Linked DNA regions of Mus musculus: regions 1, 2 and 3 are each linked to region 4. A link is a contact called in public promoter capture Hi-C data. All regions are on one chromosome and are shown on one strand. The core of a region is the stretch at or near the end of the contact, and the rest is flanking DNA. Distances in the headings are between cores, read along the strand shown. Region 1 holds the start of Arfgef1 (ADP-ribosylation factor guanine nucleotide-exchange factor 1(brefeldin A-inhibited)). Region 2 holds the start of Rrs1 (ribosome biogenesis regulator 1). Region 3 holds the start of Snhg6 (small nucleolar RNA host gene 6). Region 4 holds the start of Rb1cc1 (RB1-inducible coiled-coil 1).

Region 1 (3,158 bases), core at 129-2,628, 4.0 Mb before region 4:
TTTTAATTGTATGTCACCTTCAGATTTCCCATTTTTATTTCCTTTGGCTTTTCATACGTCTCAAGTCTTGTCACTTTGCAGCGTTCACACCTTTGGATTCTGATTGCTGCATTAATATAAATCCACAGCTAACACACTCTAAGGAAAAGAAAGCAAAAGCTGTATCCTAACCGGGATCCCATGTTGCTGGAGACACGCAATAGCATGGAACCCCCTGTAAACCGGCTGCATTTATTTCATGGGATTCTTAACGTTTTCTCTCAGAAGCAATGCGGAAATTTGAGTTCTGTGGCATTAAAGCAGGCACAGTATGGTCAGGAGTATCTGTTCTTAAAGCTTTTCCATTCTGAAAACTCCGGATTAAAGGTAGAGAACGGGAGGGCTCTGTGCGGTACCTGAGTCAGAAGCACTCACCTTAACTTCAGTGTCAATCAGAAAAGGGCATGAAACCTAGGGTTTACTGATTTACCCTATTGAGAGATTTAAAAAGTGAAAATATTCCTGAATCTTCGCCCAGTGGTTTTTAGCTTACGTTTTGCAAAAGAGATCCATCTTGAAGTAATTGAAAGTATCGGTCAAGGATAGCAATTTCCTACACCTGAGAAGGAAATTTAGACCCCGTGTGGCAGGCGGAAACCAGGTGCGCCTGAGGGAGCGACGCGGGTGTTCCTGTGGCCCTAGGACCGCGAGGAACTTTGCTCCCCGGCGACCGGCTGTCCAGAAAGTTGGGGAAGCCCGTGCACGGTAGGCAGGGGTCCTGTCGTCCCGGCCTTGGGAGCGCCCCTGTGCTCCGATCACGCATCCCAGTAGCCCGCAAGAGCAGAAGCCCCGCGCCACGCCGTGCCGCGCAGCAGGACGCCCGCCACGCCCCACGCTGCCCTGCAGGCGAACGCGGGAGGCGGCGAGTCCCCGCCGGGCCGCCGTAGAGTTGCAGCTCCGGCCGCTCCTCCCGCGCCGCCCTCCGCCCCTTGCCTCTCGGCGCCGCGGCAGCTCTGGGCTGGCGCTGGCACCGCCGCCGCCGCCGCTTCCTCTCCGCAGCCGTTCGGCCGCTGCGTGACGCGTCGTTTCCTCTCAACATGGCGTCCGGGGCAGGTCGGCGGTGATGGAGGCCAGTCGGCGGCTGCGGCGGATGCTGGTCCCCACGGTAGCTAGGGCAGCCTCGCGCCTGCTGGCAGTGTGAGGCGCCGCCACCTAGGCCCTCGGCCCCGGGAAGACGGCCGCCCGGGCCGAGTGCCGCCGCCGCCGGGCCGTAGGGACGAGTGAGGCGGGCGGCCGGGAAGCGACCCCCGGGCCGACGGCGCCGAGGCCGGACGGGCGCGGCCCTCGAACGGCGGCCCCTCGAGCGTGGCGAGGCTTTCGACGCCCTTGGCGGCCCCGCGGCCGCTCCGCGTCGCCGGCCGCTTCCTGGTGCCGCCGCTGCCCTCCACGCCTCCTCGCCCCCACCGCCACCTCCTCGCCTTTCTCCCTCCCCGTCCTCATCCCGGTCCCCGTCCCCCTCCTCCGCCTTCCCTCCAGCCGCCGGGACCGCCGCCGCCGCCGCCTCCTCCGCGTCCATGTATGAGGGCAAGAAGACGAAGAACATGTTCCTGACCCGGGCCCTGGAGAAGATTCTGGCCGACAAGGAAGTGAAGAAGGCGCATCACTCCCAGCTGCGCAAAGCGTGCGAGGTGGCCCTAGGTGAGCCCGGAGGAGGCCGCGGCGCGGGGTGCCGGCCGCGAGAGGTGGGCGGCGTGGCGGGCGGCTCGTCCGGGGAGCCCTGCTGGCCGCCCGACTGGAGTTGACAGCAACTCGGCTGGACGCGGGGCACCGGCTGAGTGGAGGAGGATAGGCGGCCAGCCGGGGCCCCTGGAACTCGAGATGGTTACGGATCGCGAGGCACCTGGCTTCGAGTGGTCCACAGGACGGGATGGGGGGAGGGTTGTTGGTGGCCCCTGCGGTGCGGACAGAATGTCATCCTTTGTGATGGAGCAGAAGATGAGCTGTTGTTTATTAGCTTAGAAATTGAGGTGGGGCCGATCTGACGAGACTGAGCGTGGGGGAGGGTTCCGTATTGCAATTACAATAACTTTATGATTTGGCGTGGTACTTTGGGAAGAAAGGTTGAAGTTGTTCCCTCGTTGACAGTCTCGAGAAAGGGGGTTGCAAAAGGTGCCTCGAGTTTGCCATCTCTCTGCCCCAGCTACAGGAAAAAAGAGTAGTAATGTAACCTACTGGGCTGACCTGGAAGAACAAGACTAGAGGTTAAGGGGGTGGCGGTGGCCGTGTCTGTGTGGAAATGTGGAAGGAAAGAACCTTTAGATAAATTGACTTTAGGTAACACAGAAAGGGGTGTGTGTGAAATGAGAGAAAAGAGAAAGACAATGACACCCACCAGCCACATGTCTGGACAGTGGCAGCTGTTCTCAAGCTTCAGTTGTGATTTATAGTTCAGACAGAAGAGGTCTAGTGTAATGAAGCCACAGCAGGGCAAATCCCAAACAATACCTATAAAACCATTGTAGGCAGATAACGATTTGTTTGCGGTAGGTTTGGTAGGTCTAGTGCATCCATCAATAAGAGAATTGTTAAGGGAGAAGCCAGAACATTTAACACAGATAAATTTGTGATGCTTACCCTTTTGTTTATAGCCCTGGACCAGAGCAGCTCAACTTTGCAAGAAATGAAAATGGTTAAAAGTGATTTTTGAAAAACATTTTTGAAAGGGGACAAACTAACTTTATGCTAAAGTAAGGGGTCCAGATAGGTTAGAGACAATTTTGCATTTAAGTTTTGACTTAAGACTACCATTTAACTTACTCCAAATGTTACAGCCGCCCTTCCTCCTTTTTTTCTCAATACTTAGTAATATGAAAAACATCAACTGGATTTGTTTAACATCCACCAAAAAATGGTCCTTTTTGTTGGTGGTGTTTTGTTGTTAATGTAGTAGTATAGTGGACTTAAATAGTTCCTTCCTTTGCCCTTCATTGGTCATAAGTTCCCATTTTGTTATTGTAACTAACAACACGTTTCCAGGTGAATGAGAAGACTATTGTACAGTTGCAAAAATTGAATTTATATTTGGGTCCTGAAAGAAGTCATTATTAATTGGAGTGATAGGAAGGGTTTTAAGAACTTTTAAAATTATTGTGTGCTGTAGGGTTTTCAGTAACCTGGCA
Region 2 (3,359 bases), core at 319-2,818, 3.3 Mb before region 4:
AAATCACAGGTAGATATAATTTTCCCCCGCCCTCCCCGCTTTGATAAATACACAAGCTTTGTTATAAAAATAATGCAAAAATGTTGAAACCAATCTACTGTAACGCAGTATCCAAAGTCAAGATAAAAAGGCAGGCCTTAACTTATTCCTGGTTCTGGCTATATCATTTCTATAATTCTCAAAATACACCAATTTCCAGTCAGTGTCTCTATTAACTCGTCCAGCACTGACTCGAGGGAAGGCAAACCCGTCCTTTTAATGTCAAATGTCACTGAGGGCAGCGGCCACCTATACCGCCCAAGTTAACTTTTAGTACAGTCCCAGCTTTTCAGAACTGGTCCCGAGGGGAGAACGCTACTTCCTCCTCTTCCCACCTTGGGGCGGCACTCCTTTCTTCTTGCCAGCTAAAGCAGAAGGCCAGGAATGCTTTTTGCTTCCCAAGCCTCCTTTCCTCTTTTCTCCCTGACCCGGCGGGCCGCCCTTTCTCTTGCCCGAAGGTCCTTGCCGGCCCCCTTTCCTCTTGCCTTTCTGGCTCATTTTCCTCCTCTTGGCAGCCTCCTCCTGGTCCTCTTCCCTCATCTGCTTGTTGGTGGCCCTCGTCACGTCCAGCCGAGGTTTCTTGCTGTTCATGACTCGAAGTAGCTCCAACTGGTTCTTTTTCTCGGCTGCGAAGTCCCCAAAGAGGGGCTGAAACTTCCTCTTCTTGCCGGAGCCCCGGGGAGCTTTCTCCTTGGGAAGGCGCTCCTGGAAGCGTCCCACCGAAGCGGTGGAAACCTTGGCCACTTGCATGGCGCGGCCCAGCTCTTCCTTACTCTGGTGTCCAGTAGGGTGCAGGCCGGCTGAGCTGGGCATCTGCATCTTGTGCGCGCGAGCCAGGTTCCGCAGACGGTTCAGCTCATTCTTGGCCACGCGTTCTTTCTTGGCCTGAGTCCTCTTGGCGAACTGGTCTTCCATGGGGTCGGCGCTCCCAGGCACCTCGATCAGCCATTCTTTAGTGTCATCCCGGGCGCGCTTGTAGCCCCAACGGCGCCGCCACTGGCCACTCGCCTCGTCCCACACGAGGTTGGTCTTCTTCTTGGGACGGATTCCCTTAAGGCGCGCGAACTGCTGCCAGCGGGTGAGCGGCCGTGGTCGGGGCAGCGGCTTCTCGCGGGGCAGGCGAGTGGCGGGCTCCGGCAAGCGCGCGACCACCGCCTCCTCCACGCGCTCGGTCGGCAGCCGCCACAGCTGGTTGATGAGCAGCTGCGTGTTGTCCCGCGCCAGGGCCCGCAGCTCGGCCTCCGGCGACGGCCCGGCCTGGCGCAGCACGGTCGGGGGGTTGCGGTCCGAAGCCAGCAGGTTGCCCAGGTCGAACTCCAGCTCCAGCTCCTTGTGCACCGTGATGCGCTGCAGCTTCTCCGCCTCCTCCTGCTCTGCCTTGGCCAGCAGCTCCTCCACGCGCTGGCCCTCCATGGCTCTCGCTGCGGCTCGGATCCCTCACTTCGGGACAGCGGCGGGACGTATCGCCACTACAGCAGCACCCTAAACCGGCAACCACGTGCGGACGTCCGGACCCGTAATCCGGAAGAGGAAAGATCACTTCCGGGTTGTCTGGAAGCGGCTCACAGCTAGGCGGGGAGGTAAAGACCGGCAGAGGGCGGCATTGGACAGCAGATGGGCTTAGAGGCGGGACTTGGATTCGTCACCGGATGTTGGCCCGACTGGCGCTGAGGGTTGGCTAACCAGCTCAGGACCTGGTTGGGACTACGTTTCCCAGCATGCTGTGGGGCAGAGGTAGTGCAGTAGGACGCGGGCTGCTCAAACTCTTGGAAGTGCCTGCATTGTAGCTTCCGAATGGAGCGTCTACACCACAGTGTCTATGGGTAAATCTATTACAGAGGTGTTTGGGGCGAGACAAATTATTTCCCCAGAGTTATAGCCCGTTCTCTGTGCCCTAGGTGTGAGCGGAGACAGATCCCACGGATACCTGTCCAAGTTAGGCATTGTTTTGCGACTTAGTAGGGCTTGCAGTTTGTCTGTACGTGGCCTGGGCACCAATTCTGGCCATGCCATTGTTTGTTCCTGTGATATTTGTGTAGGCCTGAAAAATCGTGGAAGATGGAGACTCTGGTAGTATCCAGGAGTGTTTTAAAGGTAAATGTGTTAATAAGCTTGGAGGAAGGCTAAGATCCAGTGAAAACCAAATAGTTTTTATTCAGTAGTCATGGTGGCCTAGGGAGTTAAAAATCTCAGTTTACTATTTACTGCCATCTATTTTTATAGGTTTTTACCTCAGTCCGGTGTTAGAATGGGCACATGTTCATCTAATGTCATCCAAAAAAGTGTTTTGTTTGTTTGTTTGTTTGGTTGGTTTTTTTGTCTTGTCACATAAGTAGACTTTTACTGATTTATTTATTTTTTAGTTTAGATCACATGAACCGGAGGCCGAGCTTGAACTCCCTGTACATCGAAAGAGAACTTGACTTCTTTTTTGTTTGTTTGTTTTTTGTTATTTTTTGAGACAGGGTTTCTCTGTATAGCCCTGGCTGTCCTGGAACTCACTCTGTAGACCAGGCTGGCTTCGAACTCAGAAATCTGCTTTCCTCTGCCTCCCAAGTGCTGGGATTAAAGGTGTGCACCACCACTGAGAACTTCTTGATTCTCCTACCTCTCTCTCAAGCATTAGTGTTTCAGGCATGCAATATCCAGTGTCCAGTTCCATTTTTTAAACTAAGTTTTTGGTTAGAATGCAAAGTAATTATTTTCAATATGGTGCTTTCATACAGGTATCATTGTTATCTCCATCCTTCACTGCCTTCCCCGTCCCCCATAAATAGACATTTAAAAAATGCAGACTAAACTGGGTATGGTGTATAATCCCAGCACTCTAGAGAAAGAGGCAGGAGGGCCAGGTGTTCAAGGCTAGCCTTAGTTGCATATGGAGTCATCCAAATCATTTTTGTTTTTAATGTGGTTTAAGTTTGCTATATAGCTAAGAATGGTCTTGGAATTAATTCCCTTGCCTCTGCCTCCCAAATTCTGGCATTACAGGCAGGAGCCACTATAATTCTTTGTTTTCCTCTTGGTGCTAGACCAGATGTCAAAATCTACACAGCACAAAGCTTCCTCCAAAGTTGCTCCTCCTTCCACCATCCTCTCATCCTCTTCCTCATTGTCTTTGCTGCCCAAGGAACCCTGCCATTGGGAATACTGTAGAGACAATAGTCCCAGGAGATGTGGTCATCATTCAAGTCTAGTAACTTGCTCGGATGATGGCAAATTCATCTTTGACTTTCCCTATCCAAATCTCATCAGTTCAAAGCCTAGATAGCTTGTCTCTGTATGTTGCGCCCTTTCACTCCCCACTGCTGTGGCCTTAC
Region 3 (2,993 bases), core at 95-2,594, 3.7 Mb before region 4:
AGGATACCCCTGGGCCAGGGATCCTGAGACGCAAGCTGAGAAGGCATGAGATAAGCCAGTAAGCTTCACCCCTCCATGACCTCTGCATTGGTTTCTGTACTGCTTGAGTTCCTATTTTGACTTCCTTCAGTGATGAATAGTGGCTTAGAATGCTAAATCAAATGAGCCCTTTCCCTCCCCAATTTGCTTTTGGTTGTGGTGTTTCATCATGACCATTAAGTTCAACAATAGTAACTCTAACACATTAGGTGACTACTTTCTTTTTTTTTTAAAGATATATTTATTTATTTTTATGTATGTGAGTACACTTTAGCTTTCTTCAGACACACCAGAAGAGGTCATTGGATCTCATTACAGATGGTTGGGAGCCACCATGTGGTTACAGGGATTTGAACTCAGGACCTCTGGAAAAGCAGTCAGTGCTCTTAACTAGCTGAGCTGTCTCTCCAGCCCGGTGACTACTTCATGACTAAGAAAAATTCTATTACTATTACAAATCAAACTCATTAACAGCTTCTCCTTTTTTTCTTTCTTTCTTTCTTTTTTTTTTTTTCTTTCTTCTTTAGGTTTTTTCGAGACAGGGTTTCTCTGTGTAGCCCTGGCTGACCTGGAACTCACTCTGTAGACCAGGCTGGCCTCGAACTCAGAAATCCGCCTGCCTGGGATTTAAGGGAATAAGTGCTGGGATTAAAGGTGTGCGCCACCACGCCCTGCACGCTCCTTTTTTTCTGACAATCAATTTTTATCTCTCTTTCTGTGAGTGTGTCCGTGTGCTTGCTGCTTCCAGAACACTAACTCTAATGGAGCTGCTGTGGGCTGGGGATGTCTTAGCAGTTAAGAACACTGACTGTTCATCCAGAGGACCCAGGGTTAGATTCCCAGCACTCATATTGTAAGTTGGGTCACATATAACCCCAGTTCCAGGGCATCTGACACTCTCTACTGAACTCTGTCAGTACCAGGTTCTCGGGCGAGGCACACATGGCTAGCGTGCAGGCCAAACACCCATACATATAAAATACATCTTAGAAAAAAAAAATTAAATAGTTTCTAATACCAACGGTTTTTAAACACTGAAGTAGGTGAGGATGTAGAAGACCCAGCAAACATAAGGACCTGGACTGGGAGACTGTCCTATTTTAAGGCATTATTCATTACTTGAAAAATCAATTAAAAAGCTCTAGCGGAAGTATTCGCACTAATTCCCACAACCTGCTCCCTCCGCCCCACTAGAAACACAGAGCCGGAAGAGGAGGGGGTGAAGGCGAGCACGCAGAAGAGGGCTGGCCGGAAGAGGCGGGGCCTACAGGAGCGCCTTAGGGTCGCGCACGCTGGGCCACTTCCTTTCTCGGCAGCGCCGTAGAGCGCGAGCAGACGGTGCAGCATGGCGCACAGCGGAGGCCGCGGGCGGCCGAACCCGGCGTGTCCTTGGGCGTTTCCAGGTGCGAATCCTGCGGTCTGCTTAACCCCGTGTGTGCGGAGAGGGCTTCCTTGTTGGCGGCGTCCGTCTCTAGCCGGGTACGGGGGCCCCATGGCTCCCGGGTTCGGTGTGGCCCTTGGCCCGCTGTGAGCGGCGGGGCGCGTTCCCAATGGTCTCCAAATCTTAACCGAGATTAGTTATAAGGCCTGCTCCTCTGGACGCTTCGAAGTGCGGGCACAAGCGGCCGCTTCTGGCGGCAGCTTTCATCTGGGCCTGCACCCTGGCGGGAGCCCCTTTGTATCCCCAAGAAAAGCCACCATGCGGTCTGTTTCAGGCTTCCTAAGTGAGTAATCCATAGGAAATTTTACAGAGGCGGAAAAGTACTGCTTCTAAGATGTTAAGACCGCCAATTTTAGGCTTTTTTTTTTTTTTGGCTTTTTTTTTTTTTAAAGATTAATAGTTTGATCTGAAGTATTGGCATCACTCTAAAAAGCTTGTATTCATGGATCAACCCTGTAAGTACGATCTAAAGTTGGAGCAAAATTTTCAAACTATTTGAAAGCCACGCAGGGTGGGGATGCTGGCAAAAGAAGGTGGTGGTAAGTTCTGAAGCGTGTGGATACAAAAGAACACTACATTTCAGGCCTGCATGTTATACTTTACTGTTGGTATCTGTAAGCCAAATTGGGTACTCTGGATTTCTGTAAACTCAGCGTTTCAAATATGAAAATGATTAAGGATTTCTCATCGGTTTGCAGGTGATAAGTCATCACCAGTAATCGGTTCAATCATTCATTCTCTGATTTGTGACTCTGGCCATGCCGTTTCCTGTTCTAATGTCCCAGTGATGGTCTGCACAATTGCATATATGCCTCAAGCTTTTCCGTGCAAGCACCAAGACTGAGAAGCCAAGGCTTGGTACTCAGTCCTTTAAGTTAGTACTGGCAGTGAAGGGCGTGAGTAAAATGTTTTTCTGTCTGTGATGGACGGATGATGGGACAGGAACTGAAGCACCACAGGAACCTGGAGTTAGCGGATGCCGAAGCCATGGAGGATGCTATTAGCTTACGCTTTGGTTCTTAGAGAACACAGGGCCTCCAGCCCAGGGGAGGTGGCTGCCCCCTTACCCCAGTCACTGATTATGAAAATGCCTTACAGGCGTGCTTGTCCACAGCCCTATCTTAAGGATGCATTTTTACAATTGTAGCTTCCTACACCAGTGATTAGCTTGTGTCAAGGTGACATAAAAGTAGCCAGTGCACACTCATGCAAGGTATTAAAACATGGAAGTAAAATGAGAGTTCACAAATATTTTAATTTTTAGGTGCAACAAAACCTGCTCATTTGAAGGTGCTTGAACAAATATTTTCTAAACACTTGTCATGGAGAGTGATTGAAACAAGCTGCCAGGACTACATTTGCCAATAACAAGGTACAAATTGTGTGTGTGGTTTTTTTTTTTCTTTGAGGTTTGATTAACAGGGCCTTAATAGCTGGCACAATGATGACTTAAGTTTTTGCCGTTTACCCAGCTGAGTGTTTCTTTGAAGAGAGAATCTTAAAAGACTGAGAT
Region 4 (3,307 bases), core at 321-2,820:
TCCAGGCAGAGGGCTGCTTCATTGTCTTCCCTAACTCAAAATAAAACAAAATTTTTAAATTTTGCCTAAGTCCACTAACCAATTACATTAATAAGATTTATCAATGTAAATGCTACATTATGGGCCTGACACACCCATGGCATAACTATGTAAATACCATTTATTTTGTTTTTCTTTTTTCAAGACATGTTCTCGCTATGATTCCCAAGACCACCTTAACTTACTGAGTAACTCAAATAACTTAAAGCCATCTTTCTGTCTCAGCCTCCTGGAATGTTGAGATGAATATAGCAGCTACCTTCTAAGCCTTGGCTAACGTTTAAAACAGATATAAATGCTAAAAAACATAACAAAAACTTAATTGGAAAGCGATGATTTGCGTTGTATTTGGTAATAAGACTAAATAAAATATTTCACACATAACAAGTCCATTTATAGATCCCCTCCCCCAAAAAGAAAAACCACCTACTGAAATACAGTACCAACATTTGACTAGGAACACAGATTGGTTCATTTTTAGGCTGCTTCTAAACTGCTTGCTAGCTTTGCAAACCCTCAGATAAGTAAGTCTCACCAATTCTTTACAGAAAATGGTTAGCAAAATGTATAAATTTTAACGCTCATAATAGACTTGTCAACATCCGCACCCAACTGAATGTCTTGCAGGGACTCTATCAATAAGTGAGTCCACGAGTGTTCCGTGGCATCAGTCCTATGTACCAGTTCATGGAATGATCACATTTTAAAGACTCATGACGGAAGGGACAGGATTACGAAACCATAAACAGTCACCATAGCACATCCACCACTCTGTAGAGAAAGTACTGACAGCACGTTCGAAAGCTGTCATTTGTACCAAGTTTTGGTACTCCCATAAGCCCCCACCCCAAATCCATCTGCGGGGCGAGCGAGGCTGAGTCATTCCAAGGAGTAACTTTACACCGATGCTTGCACTCCGGGGTCGGGACAAAGGCATCACCTCTAGGTTCCTCCCGTCAGGGCACTCCGGCCCTGGCCCAAACCCTCTCCGGTTTCCCGAGCCCGACACTCCAGTGCACCGAGCCCTGGAGACGGAGGCCGCGATTCAGGCCTCGGGTGAGCACCGGCGTCCTGCCGCTCCCGCGATCCTGTCAGCGGCCAGCGGGCCTCAGGGTCCCCGTAGGACTGCCGCGGCGACCCTCCGAGCCGGCGCCGCCAGACGCTCCGGCGAACCCGTCAGGTGCTGAGCGGCCGGGCCAAGCCCGCCGCCAGATGGGAGCAGGGGCGGCACTTACCCGGCAGCGCCTCCTCCGCCCGCGGCAGCAACACAGCCGGCGGCCCTCCGCACCATCTTCTGCCGCCGCCCTGGCCTCGGCGGCGGCTATCAACCGCCCCTGCGGCGCCGCCAACCGACACAACCGTCGGCGCCCAGCCGCCGAGTACCCGGCGAGGCCCGGAAGGATGGGAGTCGGGCGCAGCCGCTGCTCCGGCCCCTCGGCTCCGCGCGGGGACCCGAGTCCGCCGGCCGAGGCACTGAGAGCTTGGCAGGGCTGGGTCGCGGCCGCCGTGGGGTTTGTTATTGTCGACTCGGCCTTTCCGCCGCAGAGCACGCCGGGAAACAGCCAGCCGGGGGAGGGGTGACTCAGGTGTCTGCGCAGATCCGGAAGTCGCTGGGCTGGCCGGACGGGCGCGGCTCGGTCGGCGAGCGTAGTCCCTGGCTGGCAACTTGTCTGTCCTTCCCTGACCCTGGAAGGTATTTCGGTGCTTGCCTTGGACGGCCCCAAGGTGAGCGTGACCTTCTGGCCGCGGCAGACCGACCTCGCCAAACCTGGGGCAGCCCCAACAGGGGAACCGGAGGCTGACGAGTGAGCACCAGCACAGATCTGGGGCCCTCATCTGCTGCCCCGAAATCAGCCGACTGTCACCTGGGCCACTCGTACCGGGACTGCCAGAATGGCAGGCTACTCGGAAAGTATGCCTGGCATCTTTGCAAGGGTGGGGCGGCCCAGAGTCAGACCAGGTAAGTAAAGAGCACGTCCAGAAGAGGAACCGAAGCAAAGTGGACTGTACTGTAAGCGGCACGACCGAACAATACTGAGGTCGATAATAGGTCAACAGCATCAAGATTAGAGAAGAGAATGTCAGCTTATGAGAACATTACATTTGTATTCGGGCTTAGGCAAGGACTTGAAACTACAAAACTTGAGTTTGATGAGAAGATGTTTGTTACAAGCAGGCTCATCAATTATGTGACGTAAACACGTATTAAATTACTATTCCCAGGAATATCTGATAGAGGTAAAAGTTTAGGAATGGTCTCTCTAAGCCAACAGTTAGCGGTTCCCGACAAAATGAGACATAAGGGGTATTAAACTGATTGAGATCTGCAGTTCTTTATTGTGATAGACACTGGAAAAACAGTAGTTGTGTTTTAAGAGTTGTTTAGAAAGGAGCTTGTTGCTTATCTCACTTTGTTTTTAACTTTGCACTTCTGCCATATCCCAGAAAAATCTTGTATGCACACTGTTATACATATTGAGTATTTTTTAAACTGGAATTTTAGTACATTACACCAGCAAATAAAGCAAAAATGGAAAAAGAACAAGCACTCAATTTTTGTGCACCAGGGGAAGTAGTGAATTGGCAAGACTAAAGAGAAGAAAAATTGTTAGTATATTAACAAATGTAAGCTATATTGCAGTCTAGCTAGAACAATGAAGATCAAAGCTGGCCGGGTGGTGCACATACCTTTAATCCCTTCTCTCAGAAGCTGAGGCCTGCTCTACAGAATGAGCTTCAGGGAGCCAAGGCTACACAGAAAAAGGAAAATCAGGGCCGGTGAGATGGCCCAGAGGGTAAGGAGATCTACTGACTACCAAAACTGACAACCTGAGTTTCATCCTAGGACTGACGTCGTGGGAGGAGAGAACCACTCCTTGAAGTTCACACACACTAAAAAGAGCACCAAAGAGCTGTGTTTCCTCACAGTTAATAAGTACCATTGAATAGCAGAAATGTACTCCAGTTTCAAGTGTTAAAGTACCACTTGTCATGTTGTATACGTGGCCCAAACTTCTCTGGGAAACTGTTAATACAAATGTCTGTTACTTTATACTCTGAAGTGAATGTTTAGAGTTTATATGCATCTCAAATTATTTAGTAAGACTAAAGTGAAAATATGTTATATGAATTTTGCTAAGCAACATAGATAAATGTTAATAATCATGCATATCCATAAGTTTTCTGTCACAAGCTATTTTTCCTCATCCTCTTGAGCATTCTATTCTCCATAATAAACAAAAACAAACTCCTGCAATACTATGTGAAG

What was found. Promoter capture Hi-C pulls out the DNA fragments that hold promoters and counts their contacts.
Region 1: a contact with region 4 is called in a promoter capture Hi-C map of pre-B cells. The contact joins the promoter of Arfgef1 here to the promoter of Rb1cc1 in region 4. A contact is called at or near these places in 2 of 39 promoter capture datasets (cranial neural crest and pre-B cells).
Region 2: a contact with region 4 is called in a promoter capture Hi-C map of pre-B cells. The contact joins the promoter of Rrs1 here to the promoter of Rb1cc1 in region 4. A contact is called at or near these places in 2 of 39 promoter capture datasets (cranial neural crest and pre-B cells) and 7 of 484 Hi-C or Micro-C datasets (B cells, CD4 T cells, cardiomyocytes and 3 more).
Region 3: a promoter capture Hi-C map of pre-B cells shows a contact between it and region 4. The contact joins the promoter of Snhg6 here to the promoter of Rb1cc1 in region 4. A contact is called at or near these places in 2 of 39 promoter capture datasets (cranial neural crest and pre-B cells).

The regions. Positions count from the first base shown.
Region 1 is chr1:10,230,890-10,234,047 of GRCm38.p6, reverse strand. Arfgef1 (ADP-ribosylation factor guanine nucleotide-exchange factor 1(brefeldin A-inhibited)) reads left to right here and starts at 1,378. Exons shown (of 38, transcript NM_001102430.1): 1 at 1,378-1,677. The coding sequence starts at 1,554.
Region 2 is chr1:9,543,617-9,546,975 of GRCm38.p6, reverse strand. It overlaps Rrs1 (ribosome biogenesis regulator 1), which reads right to left and starts at 1,568. Exons shown (of 1, transcript NM_021511.2): 1 at 1-1,568. The coding sequence starts at 1,452. The coding sequence ends at 355.
Region 3 is chr1:9,942,469-9,945,461 of GRCm38.p6, reverse strand. Snhg6 (small nucleolar RNA host gene 6) reads left to right here and starts at 1,344. Exons shown (of 4, transcript NR_024067.2): 1 at 1,344-1,442; 2 at 2,745-2,852. It overlaps Snord87 (small nucleolar RNA, C/D box 87), which reads left to right and starts at 2,919; the gene lies at 2,919-2,992. It also overlaps a transcript of Mcmdc2 not described here.
Region 4 is chr1:6,212,925-6,216,231 of GRCm38.p6, reverse strand. It overlaps Rb1cc1 (RB1-inducible coiled-coil 1), which reads right to left and starts at 1,570. Exons shown (of 24, transcript NM_009826.4): 1 at 1,275-1,570. It overlaps 4732440D04Rik (a long non-coding RNA gene), which reads left to right. Exons shown (of 2, transcript XR_001778783.2): 2 at 832-3,307.